2 separate regions of the Anas platyrhynchos genome follow, and region 1 is linked to region 2. The links are chromatin contacts, called in public Hi-C maps. All regions are on one chromosome and are shown on one strand. The core of a region is the stretch at or near the end of the contact, and the rest is flanking DNA. Distances in the headings are between cores, read along the strand shown.

What was found. A called contact is a pair of places that touch in the nucleus more often than the background predicts.
Region 1: a Hi-C map of liver shows a contact between it and region 2, with 3 times the contacts expected there. The contact joins the enhancer-like site here to the promoter of MCMDC2 in region 2. A contact is called at or near these places in 3 of 8 Hi-C or Micro-C datasets (liver, skeletal muscle and subcutaneous adipose tissue).

The regions. Positions count from the first base shown.
Region 1 is chr2:36,120,253-36,124,677 of IASCAAS_PekinDuck_T2T, forward strand. It overlaps ADHFE1 (alcohol dehydrogenase iron containing 1), which reads right to left. Exons shown (of 15, transcript XM_038174900.2): 12 at 4,194-4,290; 13 at 914-1,071. Among named protein-coding and RNA genes, the nearest start is that of ADHFE1, 13 kb to the right of the region's middle. Within about 2 kb of position 1,974, at least 4 of the 8 cell types and tissues checked have an H3K27ac peak or open chromatin away from gene starts, as enhancers often do. A contact at or near this core is called in subcutaneous adipose tissue, where this site is marked.
Region 2 is chr2:35,955,091-35,959,605 of IASCAAS_PekinDuck_T2T, forward strand. It overlaps MCMDC2 (minichromosome maintenance domain containing 2), which reads right to left and starts at 2,459. Exons shown (of 15, transcript XM_072034563.1): 1 at 1,496-2,459; 2 at 245-366; 3 at 26-156. The coding sequence starts at 344. It overlaps SGK3 (serum/glucocorticoid regulated kinase family member 3), which reads right to left. Exons shown (of 17, transcript XM_038174552.2): 17 at 3,962-4,515.

The DNA of each region.
Region 1 (4,425 bases), core at 724-3,223, 160 kb after region 2:
TGATGCATACTCTGACACTACTTCTTCCTGGCTTTGCCACTTGATCCCAAGTAGCTGCATCTCTGGGTCTCATTTCCTCAGGTGTAAAATAGGAGTATCATTATTTACTCTCTATTGTAAGCTACTCTGAGATTTATCAATGAGAACTAGACATGATAAGAGATCCTGCTGCAAGAAGTGATTAACCTTTCAGCCTACAAATTTTTCATTTTCACCATATTGTTTATTTCCCTTGCTATTTGGTGGAAATAAATCCTGAATAGACAGAGCAGTCCATAGCACATGAATTGAGCTGTCTTTTTACAAGGAAGACACCGGATTTTGCTTTTGGTGTGGTGTGTTGCTTTTTGCAGTGTCTTTGTGAGCACTGAAACAATAAAGGGTATTACAAGTTTAAACTACACCGTCCCAGGGGACCTTATTTCAAATTCTGATGGGGGTCAATGGAACAAAAAAGCCATCTGTGGAAAAAAAAGTGTGACTTCTCAGTATGGAAAAGTTTATTGCAAAGTCAGCTTCGCCATTCTTACCAAGTAGTGCTTGGTGTTAAGGTTTTATCTTTAACCCATCCTGCACATACAACTAACAGAGATATTTAAGAGAAAACAGTTTATTCCACCAAGATCAAAGCTCTACGAAAACCATCCCCTTTTTTAAAAACTTGGAGTTTAAAAAACACCCTGTTCTTTCTGGACCCATGCAAAGAACAGACTGCAGCATGCACACCATCTCCCTGAAAATAAAACTTACACCATGTAGAGAGAAGAACAGTTGACTATACCTTACTTTCTCCATTGTGTTTTCATGTAGGACTATAAACAACATTTGCTTGAAAAGAAACCCTTCTGTTTTTTTTTTTTTTAAATCTGCTCTATTTCATTTGATGAGAAAAAACTTTTACTTTCTGTCTTACCTGAGGCAGAGTGCCTTTGACTAATGCAGGGATGTCTGCTTTAGAATACCCAATTGCAGCTAAGCCATCATCAACATTCAGATCAAATAGGAATTTCCGGAGCGTGTCTGCCAAAATAAACCCCGCGTCTTTGATTCTGGCAGTGCGGATGTCAGCTCCTAAAATAAGACATAATGCCTTGACTGTAGGGTGGAGAGAGAGGAGGAAGCCTGTTCTGGACTTAATTTAATCATAATATCAGCTGAATACATATCCATACATAACAGTCGCTGCCCTAAAAGCAACATGAAGTAAAAAGAGGAATCAGTCTTCATTTTACAGTCAGGGTGATTGGTAAAAGGTGAAATAAAACAAGATCAGGAGAAGCAGGTAACCACTGCCAGAAATACTAACTGCCACATGGAGTTAGCTTCCTCTCCCTCTGTGCTTACAGGGAGAAGCACTCTTCAGTCTGACTAACTGCTGGGAGGAAAGAAGCTAGCACATGAACGTCAGCATTATTTATTTTTTATGGACAGCCTGCCAGATGCTACTTTTATTTTAAGGCCTTGAGTTTGCTGACATCTAGAGGACATGGAAACCAGTGACCAAATAATTTCCTACTTGCTCTGTTTAATTGCACATTCAAAGAGAGGACGAGAGTGCAGAGGCCGAGAAAGATAGGAGCTGGCAGGGCAGAGGTTTAATAGGTTAAATAAATCCTGCAGTTAATGCTGTTTGAATCTGTGCTTCCTTGTGTAGGATAACACAGAATGGAAGAGGAGGAATTGCTATCTTTGAGACATCCACTGTACAGCAATGAAAGCTTCAATATAAACTGAAATACAAAATTACAGAATAGCTTGCTCCCCCTTCTTCAATGAATGGTCAAGAATTAAAAAAAAATAATAATAAAAAAACCTGCACGTCCCTATAGAAGATGGAGCTTCCTCCCTGTGATTTCTCTTCCAAGCAAGCTGAGCCAAGTTTGTTCTCTGCGTAACCTCGATGATGTTACACCAGAACTATGCTGGGCCCAAGAACCATGCTGAGAGATGAGTAAGAGCACAACATAGCTACGGGAGAAATGTTTTCTGTGACCCTCCTGCGGTTCAGGGTAACATGCACGGGTGACTAAGCGAACAGGAGACCAACAAACTCATTTGAGGAGCTCGGATATTTGGGTAGTAAGAGGGGCAGTACTGGGGTAGAGACCGTCAGGGAGAAATTGATGAATAACATGACAGAGTACTGTATGCAGACTGATGCCACAGGGCAATGTCATGCTACCTGAGCTTAATTGTAGAGGAGGCATCGGGACATAAAGGTGATCCACTATCTTCAGGTAGTAAAGTGAAAAGGGAAAGGGAGTGGGGGAAAAAAAAAAGGACAAAAAAAGGTTTTGTTATTTTCTTTTTGCTCAGCCTAAAGGATCCATTAGTCACTGACTGCACTCCGAACATTTCTGGCCACACACACACTTATTTCTACTGTTAAAGAATCCACCCGAGGAGGTATTAAGCTTTTTCTGGCTGTACCCAAATTCACAGCTGTACATACACACAACATGACTATTTAGTAATCTTCTCCACATTATAAAATAGCTCCTCAGTCACTGCATCTGGCAACATGACAGATTTGAATCAGCTACTGGAGTCAGTTGGATTCCAGACTTGAATCAAGAGCAAACACCCCAGGTGGGAGTTAATAACTTCACTTCCACGTGACATCTTTTCAGCAGGGACACTTTACAGCAAGGCAGACACTAACAGAGCTTAAATTTCTATTGAGAATATTAACGGAGCTTCTAGAAGCAGAATTGATGGCAGCTGTTCAAACCACAAAACCTAAAGGAACTACTTTTCAACAGCGAGTTTTAAAATCAGGGAGCCAGAGATCAAACTCTCCGATACGCTGTGCAGGCCAGTTATCTGACAACAGCCCACTTTATATGAGCTGTATGCTACTGCTGCAGGAACACAGGCATTTTGTAGCTAAGTATCTCTCCAGCTAGGCTGTGAGGTTGTGTTCTGTTTATGACCACAGGCAGGGCTGCAGGAGGACGGCTGAGCAAATCTCAGAACCAAAAATAATAAAATAAACGGAACTCTCCTCCAATCTATTTATTCCTGAGCATGTTGTTTTACACCCTCTGCAATACAGCTGTGGTATTTTCACTGTCTATCCAGGAGTCTTTGCTGAGAAGCACGGTGCTTTCAGCCTACATACACAGGGAAGCCATACACATGGCTGGACTGCTGCGACTTGCAGGCAGAAGGCTGACCATACAAGGGATTGAGTACGAATTTTCCAAATACCAGGAGAGTTGCTCTACCCACTTTCTCTCTGCTGTCTACGCTGCTGTGCACATGACTGTGGTTGCTCACTCCTCAAGATAGAGAGCACGGGTATTAGCTGCAGTTTAGCTACAACACAGAACTGAGTGCAGGCAGCAAAGCTGGCCTTAGATATAAATAAATGAACCCACAGGAGAGCCATGCTGTCACAGCAAGGCTGCTAACAGCTCCAGGACTACGTCACTGAGAGCTGGTTTGCTATACATAGCCGTGCTGGGGGTGCAACAAAGCTATCCTAGCTCCAGGACATCTTCCAGCAAAGGGCTGTACGGATTTATGAGCCACTGTACAAAAAGGAAATCTTAAAATGTGTTGTCGGCTTGCAGCATTTATTGTCATTCTGGTAAGGAGCAGAAAAGGGCAGCTGAGCCATCGCAGAGGTGTCCACGGAACAGCTACTCTGTGCTATCCCTTGGTATCAGCCACTGAGAAATTCCATCACCTACAGATAATCTAATCTACTATCTTACACCTACGTTAGAAGGACAGAAAGCCACGGTTATTGTTTGCCTTGGAAAAGGAGCAGGAGCGATCCAGAACACCACTCTGTCCTAATTCAGTGCAACAGCAGGGGATTTGTTGGGCAAAATGCTTTCTTTTTGCAAACAGATGCAGCTGAGCATTGGTTTATTTTATGGTATCTGCTTTAAAGTAACTTCTCTCCATAAAGCACCAAGAAATGTTGATCACAGTTACACTCTCCTGATCTGTAAGGTATCTAGTGAATTTCAGCTTTCCAGTTTTCTAGTCAAGAAGCACAATTCTCCAGTTTGCTTCTTTAATTACTTAATCCAAAATAAAAAACTGGACACCAGAGCCCAACACTTGTTTTTTGTTTTGTTTTAAATTCCAAACCTCTGCAACAACTATGACTGCTTCCACACATTTCTTCCCCTCCCGAAAAGACATTTTGGAACAAATTCAATATTCACAGAGATTCCTACCTAGTATTTCTGCAGCTTCCAAGTGCCGCTCAGGATGTACCTGTGCTGTGAAAGCAAACACTGCTGGGGATGTCAGCACCACAGACAGGCCATGTGGCTGGAAAAAAACAGACAAACAAACAAACAAAAAAACACATTAACAGCACATCTGCTTGTACCATCAATGTGCTTTAACTCTCAGCAATGTGAGATAACAGAGAACTGAAGTGTATGATAGGGAAACAAAGATAAA
Region 2 (4,515 bases), core at 1,209-3,708:
TCTCTGACCACAAATATACACTTACTGACTGAAAAATCTCTGCAGCTTTTATGGGATTATGAAGAATGTAGTTTCCAAGAGTTGCATCCAATTCAGCAATATCAGAAGGATTTATTGAAATAACAAAACGATAAACAGCGTAACTTTGTTTTGAGTCTGCAGGAGCAAAAAGTGTTTTAAAAATAATAGGTTTATTTAACAATAAATATCAATGCTAACAGATTATCTACTGAGTGAGCAATACCGTTATATTTTTTGCAATCGTGCATGAATTTCTGAAGGCCACCACTTCTGTCAAGGTAAATAAGGCCAATTTCCTTCATTTTCTGTATTTCTTCCTCCATTTTCCAAAAATATCTTTGTACTCTTAATCAAAATGTGAGAACAAGCTGTCAAGAAATTAGGTCAGAATTTGCCATGCTGAAATAATAATAAAGATATATGTTAAAAAAGCCATACAAAATTAGAGTATTTTTTTCAATGTTATTCTTTAAAATTTTTAATACTACCATTAAATGGGAAGCTCTTTCCAATGGCTGAAGCATATTACACCCACAAAGTCAATTTTTACAGAATGCTTTAGTATTTTTCTTCTCTTATTAATGAATTATTTAACTGTCTGACCCATAACCCATCAAATTAAAGGCTGCATTTAGCCCTGCCTATGTAATTTATAGGCATAATCATCCTAGCAAAAGTAAGACTTAAATAACTGCTTTATCTGAGAAAGCTGTCTGTCATAGTTGTTGGAAGTATGAAACCAGTCAACATCTTTTCTTAAATCGGACTTTCTCAGTTTGCTGTCACCTCCTGTAGCATTCATTTAATGCACAGCTCTTGCACACACTTGTGTTTGTCAGTGTACACAGATCAGTTCTTACTTCTGATGGAAAAAAACCTTCAGGACTAGAGTTTTGGTCTGGAAGGTGACCATGACCAGTGTTTTCTCATTGCGCATTACTTCCATATCTGCATTTTTAAGAGTAGAATCTCACCACATGAAGCACTTCACTTACAAATTTACTGTAGAAGGAGAACTAAGGCCAAAATGTGGTATTCTATCACATCTATTTTACTGCCTTACAGATTTTCTTTCAAAAAGCATCATCTGTCTTCTCTGTAAACGGCCAATGTGAAGCCACACTTAAATCTTCAAAAATAGATATAACTACTTGGCACAGGACAAAATCACAGAATTTATAGGCTGAAGAGAAAGCAAAGCTCTTTGTTTACAAACGATAACCTGCAGGAAGCCACAGAACTGGGTGTTGTTGTACAGACAGATCAATATTTGTCAGTGAAATAACTGGGTACCTGCGGTGCACCCTTATGGTTGTTGTGTAAAACTTCTCTGAGAAACGCACCTTGTGGGCTGGCTAGATGTGTTGCAGTGGCCTGAGGTATCAAATTTTAAGCACAAATTGAAGAAGAATTTATGTTAGGGATTCTTTTTCAGTTTCTTTGGGATTACTCCCACACAATTGCTGCTCCATACCTCAAAATCTCCCACACGAAGGGATTCAAACCTAACAGAGCCCCAAACCACCTCAGGACAATTCCTTCTCTCCCTCCCTGCCCCAGGTTGTCCCCCGGGAGCAGCGGGGGGCTGAGGGGAGCCCGGCGGCAAGAGGGGGCCGCCTGCGCCCCCCTCTCGCCTCAGCCCGGCAGCCGTTGGCGCTGGGCGGGAAAAGTTCCCGCGGCCGCTGAGGGGGGAAACACCGAGCCCGAGCCCCCTCAGGGCGGCCGCGGCTCTGGCAGGCACCGCGCACCGACCCTACAGTAAATAAATAGTAAAGCCCAGGATGGCTTTAAAAACAATCATTAATAAACACTACAGAGTCTACTGTGTTTAGCGTAAGCAAACTTACCCCTCCAGACTGCACCACAAAACTTTGTGTCTTATTTCAGTTAATGTTTTTCCAACCACCGTGCACCACCACTGCTCCTGCCTCCCTTTATCAACTGGTTGCCACCTGAGGAAGGGAATGGCATAGGTCATGCCTCTGTAGGCTCCCTGCAGCTCTACTATCCAGATTTTACTATCATTTCAGATTTCATAGAATCATTAAGGTTGGAAGAGACCTTCGAGATCATCTGGTGCAACCACCCCCCTACTACCAATATATTGCTAAATCATGTCCCTAAGCACCACATCCAATCTTGCCTTTTCAACTCTGCCTTCTGTGAAGAGGCTACCACACCTTAAATCCAGTCATCTCTGCAAAGCATTACCATGAAATGCAGAGAGGTACACAACAAGACCTATGGAAGTAGCGCGAGGTTTTACTGCTTGGTTTTGCACACTGTTGGTTACTCTACCTGTGCGAGTCCTGATCTAACGGGGGCATTTCACAATATGAAATACAGCAGAAGGAACAAAATGAACCTAAGGAACAAAACGAACCTAAGTATTTGAAGTGAAATGTTGACACATTCACACTTAGCCAAAAAGGCACAGCTTGCCGAAAGAAAAAAAAAAAAAAAAAACAACAACAAAACAAATAAGCAACAAATTAAGCAAGCAATAACTACCATTGTCATCTTAAAAAAGGGGGGAACAATACATTTGACAAGAAAGGCAAAATAAAGAAGCTCCACATCTTTTAACCCAAGCAGGTGACTAGCTCTAGGCATCGTGGAAATAGAGGACAAGTGAAGGGGTGCAGCATGTACCACACTGAAGTATTCTCCTTCCTTGTCATCTCTCTACAGTACTGCACTTCTTTGTTGTGAGAGGCAAAAAAAAAAAAAAAAAAAGTTGCAGTACATTTCCCTGTGGTAAGCAGAATGCTGTTCCAGCAGCTTGCAGAATCATTTCAGGTGTATGAAGAGTAAAAGCTTAGTATGAGAATGGGTATTTCCTTTCTTCAAATCAATTTATCCCTTCTACTCCATTAGAAAGGCCTATTGGAGAGAAGAAAAAAAAAAAAAAAAAGGCTTGCTGCCAAACAATTACAACTGCAAGAATGTGATTCATTTAGTTACTGCTATCCTGAACAGCTGCATAGATTATTTCCAAACTTCTCAAAACTTTACAGTGGCACTATGGGAAATGAGCACTGCTCCACTCCCACAAATGATAGTCCCCCTTCCTTCCTTCCCTTCCAATGTTAATTCGTTCATATTTTACCCAGAGACTTCTTCCCATACCTCACACACCAACTATTCAGCATTACTCAAGCATTATGCAAGAGAAGTGGAATAAGCAAAGAATCCTGTTTTAGCTTCCACTTTTTTTTTTGCTGTTGATAACATTAATTTCAGAAGAATTATGATTTGACAGACAATTGTTCGTGATATTCTCAATTTTTAACTGATCTTGATGCAATGCAAGTAGTAGTTCTCTTAGCTAGTTCTTACTTCATCAGAAAGGAAACCATTTAGATACTGAAATTTATCTAACACTTAACTCTGGCTGCTCCTCTGTGTCTTACCAGACTTCTCTCAAACCAAGGCATTTAACTGAATGCATTTATGAACAAAAAAACACAGAGCGTTTTTTGAAGTAACAGACAAAAATAAGTTGTTATTTACAGGTAATATATAATACTACCATAATAGGCTTTTACACGCTGTAACTGCGGTCAATTTTTGCATTGTTAAAAGTTTTCCTTAAACAGAAGTTGATCAGAACGATCAGTTTGTCCATACACGTGTATGTTACGAGAAATACAATAACTTTTCACATTCTAAAAATTACCGACGTAATTTACATTACTTCTTCCAAATATCAAGTGAAGATTTAAAAATGGTGCAAAATGGGAGACAGAAGGACAAGTAGCTATGCATGTTTAAGTACAATCGATTTGGAACATAATTAGTGTTTCAAGCTATATACCAGTGAGAAAAATGCTTAAATATTTGGCATGATCCCCTCACCACCCATCCCTGGAAGGTTAAAGCAAGATAGCCTTTCAAAGTAGCGGTGATTATTGCTAATTATATCTTTGGAAAAGCAGAGTTTTAACAAAAAATATTTTTAATGCAGTTGAAATCCAGACATTTACCTCAGGGAGGAAAAAAGGTAGAACACGTGATCAGTAATGTTATCAATTCAATACAGTTAATTTGTTCTATCCTTGCTTTGAGTAATCCCCCATGCCTCATAATCCAGTTGAGTGAATTAGGTACTCTAGCAAATGCAAAAACGACAATCCAGTTTTACATGCCCAGCTCTTCATTCTACAGAAATCCTCGAAGCATCTCAGTGTTAACTTAAATTAAACCTTCATTTAAGTGCTGACAGGTTAAGTTAACAAATTTCAAACTGATAAAACAGGGAAAACATTCACCTTTTTTAAACCAGGATATACAAAAGACAATTTGCATAGTTACAATTCAAGCACAAAGTCACTGTAAATAGGTACAAAGGCATTTATAAATTTACTAAATTTGCTGCTTTTTGTGCCAGCCTAATCTTAGATACATATGAATGTAAACTTGAAGGGACTGAGGAGAACAGTCAGTGTTTTTGCTTAAAAAAATACGTAAATGTAGAGAACATTATTTAAAGTT